Linked DNA regions of Mus musculus: regions 1 and 2 are each linked to region 3. A link is a contact called in public Hi-C data. All regions are on one chromosome and are shown on one strand. The core of a region is the stretch at or near the end of the contact, and the rest is flanking DNA. Distances in the headings are between cores, read along the strand shown.

Region 1 (2,800 bases), core at 243-2,742, 200 kb after region 3:
TTTTGGGCCCTGGACATTTACCCCTGTTGTTTGCTTGGAAACAAGCATACTTGGTGTCTTTGCTGTCATTTGCTAGGTTTCTGGCTGGTGATCTTTATTACATCGTTGGGACAATGAAAGGAGAAAGAAGAGAATTGTCATAGACTTCTTTAAGCCAGAGGTTCTTAATCTGTGTGTCGAGACCCCCATGGGGAGGTGGGTCAAAAGATGTTGTCTGTCTGTCTGTCTTCCTTCCTTCCTTCCGTCCCTCCCCCTCCTTTACTCCCCCTCCCTCCCTCCCTCTTCTTTCTTTCTTTCTTCCTTCCTTCCTTCCTTCCTTCCTTCCTTCCTTCCTTCCTTCCTTCCTTTCTTTCTTTCTTTCTTTCTTTCTTTCTTCAATTTACTCTTCTCTTACACACTACATCCCTACCCCAGTTTCCCCTCCCTCCACTCTTCCCAGTTCTCACCCACTTCTCTCTCCCTTGGATCCACTCCTCAGGTTCCTCTCAGAAAAGAGCAGGATTCCCAGAGATATGGATCAAAACCTGCATAACAAGATGCAATAAGACTAGGCACAAGCCCTTACATCAAGGCTGGGCTAGGCAACCCATTAGGAGGAAAGAGTTCCCAAGTGCAGGCAAAAGAGTCAGAGACACCCCCTACTCTCACTGTTAGTTGTCCAACAAAAATACCAAGCTACACAACCGCAACATATATACAGAGGACCTAGCACAGACCTGTGCAGGCTCTGTGATTGTCACTTCAGTCTCTGTGAGCCCCTCTGAGTCCTGCTTAGTTGGTTCTATGACTGTTCCTCTGGTATCCTAGACCCCTCTGGCTTCTACAAGTCTTTCTTCCTCTCTTCAGCAGGAGTCCCCAAGCTCACAGGCGTCACCTAAGACCATTTACATGTCATATACTTACACTATAATTCATAAAGTGACAAAAATATAGTTATGAATTAGCATATGTAATTTTGTGGCTGAGGAGGTCACCACAAAAGGAGGAACTGTTTTAAAGGGTATCAGCATTAGGAAGATGGAAAAACAGTGCTTTAAGCTGAAGATCTGCCACTCATGTCTGCTCATGGAGCCAGTCTTATTAGCCATCCCCCAGAATTCCACTTAACACTTGAATTTCCTGGATCTGACAGCTTTAAATTTTATATTTAGATGTGTGTTCAAATATACACATCTAGATGTGCATATATTTAAATATAGGTTATTTTTAAATTTTTATGTGGCACCAAGCTTTTGATATAAATTGATCAGACTCCAATGCGGACTTATCTTGAATATGTCTCGGTGACACTAATTATTAGCATATTTGATAATTTCCTTTTGAAGTAAAAGAACTTCAGAAATGCACATGTATCTGGAAATCATAATCTCTGTTCTTGCAAACGTCTCCAGCTCTTTCTAGATACCACTAGGACAGCAATGCTATGTAGGCTGTGTGTGTGCTGGCTTTGACAGCCTGAAAGAAAAGCCGAGAACCTGTTGGACTTTGTTCACAGAACATGGAAATGCTCTCGTTGGCGGCTGACCTAGGATATTCAATGGCTTCTACAAGTCATCCACAGCAACTGCACTGCTGAGTTTGAGTCAACCACTAAGGAGCAGAGTAAAACTGAGGACTGGTGTCTATCTCCTGAAAGGGGGATTGGGAGGGGAGGTGGGCTGAGAAGACTATAAGCCAAAATATTTTCTCCTAAGAGCCAGACCTGAAATATATTAGTAGGCTTTGTGACACTTGAGGTCACTGGTTGCAGCTCTGCCTGTGTGAGGAAAACAGCCTTAGGCAATAAGTAAGTAACCGAGCTTGGCTGCATCTCAATAAAACAAACCAGGAGTCCAGATTTAGCCTAAGGGGTCAGAGTTTGCCCCCTGCCCCCCAATCACTCTCAAACCTCTGATTCCTTTTGATCTTCTATTTCACCATCTCAGAAAACACTTTGATGATAAGCGACACAAGTTTGGGATTGAATGAAATGATCTAGAAGCATTTGACGAACTTGATAAAAACATTGATCTGTGTGCCCTTTACCCTGAAGCTTAGTTTACTCCATCGTAATTTCCAGAAATGTGATTTACTTTCCTCTAAGTCTTCCCCCTGCCCCCCGTGGGTTTTAATTCAAAGATTTGTGATTTCCTCTTCTAGATATGAACCCAATTTCTCCGATCATTCCATAACATCTAGATCTAGCACCTGCTGCCTAAGTCAGAATCATTAGTGCTGGCTGCTGAAGTACCCAACCCCAAATCCCAGTGGCTCAGCTCAGTTAGAACTGTGTTTCTGTTTCACATGACTCATCCCGTTCTATTTTATACCTACAGCTTCTAGACTCTTGAACAGCAAATGGGGGTGGCTCACCCTCTCTTCTTACATGTCCTTGCAAAAAAAAGTGAAGTGAGGTATTTCTGCATGGCTTTCATTGGCTGAATGAAACGTGTGAATGGTTTCAACCTAATTGCAAAGGAGACTGGGAAAAGAAAAGGCATATCATCTGATACATTTGTCAATCAAGACCATGGCTCTCCTTGAGACCCCACAACAAAGCAGATGTCCAAGCTGGGTTAATCAGTGAAAGTCAACTATACTCAGAAATAGCTTAATGTCCAAAATTCTTACAGCTTGCTTTTTGGAAAGGTTAGATCCTTTGAATTCTAGAATGTAACAGATTTTCTAAATTAACTTAAATTAGATCTTTTTAAAATTAACCAGAAATTTTCAGCTGGGTAATGGCAGTATACTCCTTTAATCCCAGTACTCAGGAGGCAGAGGCAGACAGATCTCTATGAATTCAAGGCTAGCCTGGTCT
Region 2 (2,878 bases), core at 369-2,868, 170 kb after region 3:
GAATTTGGTGGCCAGCCAACCTAGGAAAAATGGTGAGTTTCCTGCTTCACAGAGAGACTCTGTCTCAAGTCAATTAGGCAGAAAGTAACCAATGCCCTGCTTTGGCTTCTGAATGTGTATTGTGTGTGTGCACAGTGTTTGTACACGCACGCGCACACATACACACACAAAAACAATCTGGTTGTGTTTACCAACCATAATGTCATTATTGACCTCTATTTAGAACAATTTGGGAGCAAGATCAAGATGTGGTCCAGATTTCAGTGGGCTTGCTTCAGTCAAGCAATAAAAGATGAGGGGTAGGGGTAAAAAAGGAAGAAAAAAAAAGAGATAATAACTGGAAGGAAACATGGCTAAGAGAACTTGTTTTTCTTAAGATGGTGGGAGCTTGAACAAACTTAAAGGTCGGTAGAAATGATGCAGTAGACAGGAAGTGGTTTAAGCTTAGAGAAGTCAAAAAGATAATCAATACCAGGAGATCTCTAAAGTACAAGAAGGGAGGTTTCCTTCTTCCGGAAGCCTCCTGTGACCTCCCCTGCCCACATCTCCATCCTTCTGACAATGGCCTGCATCTGGTATGAGCACGCACAGGTCTATTATTGTGGCTCTGCAGAGGAAGTGTGAGCCTGTGTATGCTGTGGTTGCTCGATCGGGTTTGAGCTCTTTGAGGAAAGCGATGAATTCTGATTTGTTTTGCATCTCCCCAAGAAACAGCATAGAATCCAGTGTGTGTGTGTGTGTGTGTGTGTGTGTGTGTGTGTAACATTAAAGAAATATTTTATAAAATAGTGCACAAGGCAATGTGTATTTGAGTGTGTGGGAAGGATGCAGGGAAACGTGGACTCAGCAAACAGCTATTGAAGGGTGTGTACCGACAAAAAGATGGAGTCCATAAGCACGTAAATCTAGGGGAAAATAATGAGAAAGCCAGAGAACAAACTAAGGACAAATTTCAGCCAAACAAAGCCTCTCAAAGCAGCATGTTACCAATTCAAAAAGGCCAGTGTGTTAGCACAGACCCGCACCTCTTCCCAGGAGACCATTTTCTATGGGAAAGGAAGGTGGCCTTACCATTTTAAAAGATTGATTACAGGCTTGCGCCCTCTCTTCCTGTTTTTCATAATTGTAATCTATGAATCACTTGCCTGGATTTGCCTTTCTCCCTCAGCTCTCAGAGGTTTACTGGCTCCTAAGGTCTTTAGCAAAAGTGCAACACACCCATGCTCCCAAGGTACAGTCGTTAAGACCCTGCCTGCGGCTTATTCCAGTACCCCTTTCCACTCAGAATCCAACATCATTGCATTCTACTTCCAAGACTGGTGTGTGTGTGTGTGTGTGTGTGTGTGTGTGTGTGTGTGTGTGTGTGTGTGTGTGTGTGTGTTTAGATGAGACCAGAAGTCTAGGGAAAACCCACGTGGCCATTTCCTTACAGAGGAACCACCAAAAAAAAAAAAAAAAAAAAAAAAAAAAACCGTCAAAGTCAAAGTCAAAGCAAGCAGACTGCCCAAACATTTCCCAAACAGAGTGCCAATGTTTGAATCATCAGCACATATCCAGGGACATCCCAGGCTTCATGCACCAGAGTGACTGAAGTACAACATGCACTAATGCCCGAAAGTCATCTAGGTCACTTATGCAAGTGGCCAAAAGTTATCCAAACAAACACACAAGGAAATCTGACTGTCACCTTGGAGCGGTCCAGAATCCACATCTTGAAGTCTCCTGGATATCAGGTGCTAATCAGACACTTGTTTTCTTTTTACTGACTTTCTTATTGTAGTCACACTTAAAACAAATAAGAATGGTATCCTTTGTTGGCTCCTCTTACTTGGAAACCAGGTCTCTAATCTTGGTTTGGCCTTTTACCTTTGTCCAAATATGCTTCGCCTCCAATAATGACACCCCCGTTGAGAACTGGATTCTACATGAATTGCTTCCAATTATTTGGCCATGAGCTCAGACCTACTTTGTAATCTTCCAGCTGGATATCCGGATGTCCCTCCGCTACCACAAACCAAATACGTTCAAAGCCAAACTCATCTTCTTCCTCCTCCACAAAACCTGTTCATCCACTTAAGTCCCCAGCTTCTGTGAATGATGCCACTGTTGTGCTGAGTCCAAACCTCAACTGTCAACTCACCCCCTTCCTCTTGTGAATGAATCTTTGCTCTCATCCAATTCTTAAATTCCATTGCAAAGTTCTTTAAGCCCCATTTCCTGCATATCATTCCATCCAACCTCAATGTCCCACACCTTCTTCCGGTTCAGTACCCTCATCCGGCTAGCTCTCTTATCTCCTCGTGTGCTTTATGGCTAATTCTTACTTATAGGAGAAAATAGCCAAGGCAGACAGCAGTCAACTCCTGCTATTATCTCTTACAAGGGGTATGATCGTGAGCAATTTCCCAAGCCCTCTAAACCTTATTTTTGTTTCGTAAAATGGTCATTCATTGCAGGACTATAACTTGATGCAATTCAAAGTGCCTCGTGCGTAATTGCTCAAAGAATCAGTTACTCTTGCCCTAGAGAAGTGTTCTAATTATGTGTTTTCCACACCCCCAAGCCTCCCAATTTCCCTTTCTCCACGGAAACAAGATATAGCAATGTTGCCCTTCACAACTCCTGTCAAACTGGGAGTCATCTCCCAGACTGGTCCCAGTCTTCCCAAAATACCATGCTGACCTTTCCAGATGATAGGATTTTCCCACTCCTCTTTATCACTCAAGATCCTCCCAGTTTTTACAAAACAACTGAATGTCATTTCCTGGGTCCTACTTCTCATAGCCCAATACAATCTCCTCAGCTTTTGGCAGATAAGATGAGTATCTCCAGCAGGTATGGCCATAGACTTCTGCTTCTGAATCCTTGATTTGTTTTC
Region 3 (2,954 bases), core at 335-2,834:
ACACCCCTATCAAGCAACACATAACTATCTATAAATCCAGCTTGAAGGGATTTGGTGCTGTCTTCTGGCCTCAGTGGATAGCTATTCCTCATATATGACACACATAAACTCATACAGGCACATACATACATACATACATACACATAAGAAAAAAGAAGGAAAGGAGGGAGGGAGGGAGGAGAGAGAGAGAAGAAAAAAGGAATCCCATTGACACACAAAACAATGAAACTTAACATATGAGCTGAGTTAATTATAACACAAATATCCCATAAGCCCAGTACTTAAGGGCTAAGGCTATGATCTGGTGATGGAGGGTTTGCCTTGCCTTGCCTTGCCTTGCCTTGCCTTGCCTTGCCTTGCCTTGCCTTGCCTTGCCTTGCCTTGCCTTGCCTTGCCTTGCCTTGCCTTGCCTTGCCTACGCAAGACCCTAGGTTTGATCTTCAAAAAGTCTCAGTGACTTAACATAATAAGGTTCTATTTCTTGTTGCCCCTCTTCTGTGTCTTTGAAGTCCTGACCATACAGCTCTAATACGGAGAAGGGAACACCTGAGAAAGCTTTGTAGACAGGACTGTGTATCACTCCCTTCTCATACTCAATCACACACACACACACACACACACACACACACACACACACACACACACACCAGACACAAGGCTGCATCTAACTTCAAAGAAGGCTGAGAGGAAGAAAATATAGTCTGCGCATGTGTCTCCAGCTGTGTGGAGAACAGAGAAACACCAAGCCAGTCGGGAAAGCCGTAGCCTGGGCTCACTTCCGACCTTGGTGATTTAATTTACTACACAAGCCTCGAGGTCAGAAGCTCACATCTGTGCTGCCGAGTTAGAATCTACTCTACATATGTATCCTCTTGAGCTTACATACCTTTGGGATCAATGACAAATGTCAGCTTTGATAGTAAAAGCACCAGTTCTGATACAAAATACAGAATCCTCCCGCAAACACTGAGGGATTTGATCACTGGATCGGACTAATAAGTAAAACAGGATAGGCATTAAAATGCTAAACACAGCTGTAATAACACTCAGCTCCAGGGCACTGTCATCGAGTGCTTTTGGGCAAACACAGAAACTCCAACCACCACCCCCCACCCCCGGGTTCACATAATGGAGAATAAAAGAAGAAATACAAAGAACGTATACACAAGGAATGAGACCACTGCATTTGGGGCTATGCTTGACTACCTGCCTTGAGAAGGACTAAGATGAATTCATAAGATTTGCCTGCCCTCAGTCAATAATTGTTAGAAAACTGTCAGGCCAAAGATGGATGACATCATGCAGGGCAAATGAAGATCATTTCCTCCTCCATTGATCGGCACTAGGGATTTGTTTATACCCCAGCTGCCTAGACCTTGTTGTAAGTAACCAGATACTGCAGGTTGGAGAGTGGCTTTCCATTTGCATCACTGGCTACAGAGGGAAGCCAACAGGAAACACGACTGTGATTCAGATAACATGTTTTAATTGAAATCAATACCAGCGCCAGCAAAGCTGCTTGGTACGGCAGTGCTATGCACCAATGGAATAGTTTCATGGTCGCTGCCAGTGACAACTGTTATCAAGAATGAACTAATAACTTCAACCGTGACTCACCCGTGCTTTCTAGGAGGAAGGGAAAAACTCACTGAACCGGTGAAAGTTTTCAATTAGGAAAAACAAATTTACCCTTTGAGGTTTCTATTACACTTTGGTCTTTGACTCAAGTTCAGTTTCAATTTGAGGTTCCATTAGCTGGAGCACCGTGTTCTTCTGATAACCTTCTGGACCCTTTCTGTTTCATTCACATTTCAGATTATACCGGGGTTAAAAACAAAAAAGAAAAAGGATAATTATGATAATTAGTAACTACTGAGCATTTTCTAGTTAGTGAAGCATATTTTAATCAAGGACGAGCAAAACCAGCGAAGCTTATTTGTAAAGAACCAAAATTGAAAACTCATTTCAGCTCTGTGGGCCAACCAGTGTTAATTGCTATTCCTTCATTCTGCTCTTGTTACTGAAAGGGGACACAAATAGTACATACTGAATAGATAGCTCTGTGTCTCGGTAAGCTTTGATTTATGAAAACCAAGTGCAGGTTAAATCTGGTCTGTAGGACCCTGTTGTATGTTCCATGTTTTACCACATAGCCCCGGCTAAGGAAGGTGCTACTATTCTTATTTTCCACATAAATTCATTCACTACAGGCTGTTAATATTGAGTTAAAATATATGGAATAGCAAAGTGTTCTCTATTACCAAAGAAGACCCCACCCCATGGTTCCTACTTGATCATGTTACTGCTCTGTCCAAGAACTAAATTAAAAAGGCCTATAAAAGAGCAAAAGATTAACCCAGGCCTTATCATTTATAAATGCAACCGCTTGTTTAAAGGGTTGCCCAACTCTACCCTCTTGTTGACCTAAACTTGAGTCAAATGATTCAGGATCCAAAGTATGTTAAAAAGTCAGATGACACTAAAATCAAATGCTTTTCAACTATGAAAAGTCCTGAAATAAAGTTTCTTTCTATGGCTCATGAAGCTTCTAAGTCACATGTAGGGCTAATAACTATGCCAAACGTGAAGGCTGTTTGAGAATTTGTTTTATTTCTGGCAAATAGCATGTTCATGAAATCCATGTTTGATTCCCACAAGACTAGGAAGCGTGTGTATTTCTCTAAGACACGGCACCTAACACAAGGAAGTTGTTTGTTTTTTGTTTGTTTGTTTGTTTGTTTGTTTGTTTGTTTGTTTTGGGGTTTTTTTTTAGAAATATGTGTGCCTTTCCTTATAGAATATGAGTGTAATAAATGTAACATATTACTGCTGCTTAAGCAGAGCCTCTAGTCGAATTCTCTAATAGAAAGGAAGATAAATACGAACAAGTATTTGATCTTTGTGCTATTGCTCATAATCAAATGAGAATTAAAACATGTTATAGCCATTCCAAG

What was found. Hi-C and Micro-C count contacts between places; a contact is called where the count stands out from the background.
Region 1: a contact with region 3 is called in a Hi-C map of liver, with 2.1 times the contacts expected there. The contact joins two enhancer-like sites. A contact is called at or near these places in 1 of 39 promoter capture datasets (liver), 1 of 15 datasets of contacts at CTCF or cohesin (CD8 T cells), 10 of 484 Hi-C or Micro-C datasets (bone marrow-derived macrophages, embryonic stem cells, liver and 1 more), 7 of 115 datasets of contacts at active chromatin or transcription factors (embryonic stem cells, hepatocytes, liver and 1 more) and 1 of 9 other capture datasets (embryonic stem cells).
Region 2: a contact with region 3 is called in a Hi-C map of liver, with 2.3 times the contacts expected there. The contact joins two enhancer-like sites. A contact is called at or near these places in 8 of 484 Hi-C or Micro-C datasets (3T3-L1-derived adipocytes, Th1 cells, cerebral cortex and 5 more) and 1 of 115 datasets of contacts at active chromatin or transcription factors (CD8 T cells).

The regions. Positions count from the first base shown.
Region 1 is chr10:99,356,598-99,359,397 of GRCm38.p6, reverse strand. No RefSeq gene overlaps it. Among named protein-coding and RNA genes, the nearest start is that of Gm34921, 87 kb to the right of the region's middle. Within about 2 kb of position 1,492, at least 13 of the 459 cell types and tissues checked have an H3K27ac peak or open chromatin away from gene starts, as enhancers often do. A contact at or near this core is called in hepatocytes and liver, where this site is marked.
Region 2 is chr10:99,383,756-99,386,633 of GRCm38.p6, reverse strand. No RefSeq gene overlaps it. Among named protein-coding and RNA genes, the nearest start is that of Gm34983, 75 kb to the left of the region's middle. Within about 2 kb of position 1,618, at least 45 of the 459 cell types and tissues checked have an H3K27ac peak or open chromatin away from gene starts, as enhancers often do. A contact at or near this core is called in liver, where this site is marked.
Region 3 is chr10:99,554,666-99,557,619 of GRCm38.p6, reverse strand. No RefSeq gene overlaps it. Among named protein-coding and RNA genes, the nearest start is that of Gm20110, 53 kb to the left of the region's middle. Within about 2 kb of position 1,584, at least 36 of the 459 cell types and tissues checked have an H3K27ac peak or open chromatin away from gene starts, as enhancers often do. A contact at or near this core is called in hepatocytes and liver, where this site is marked.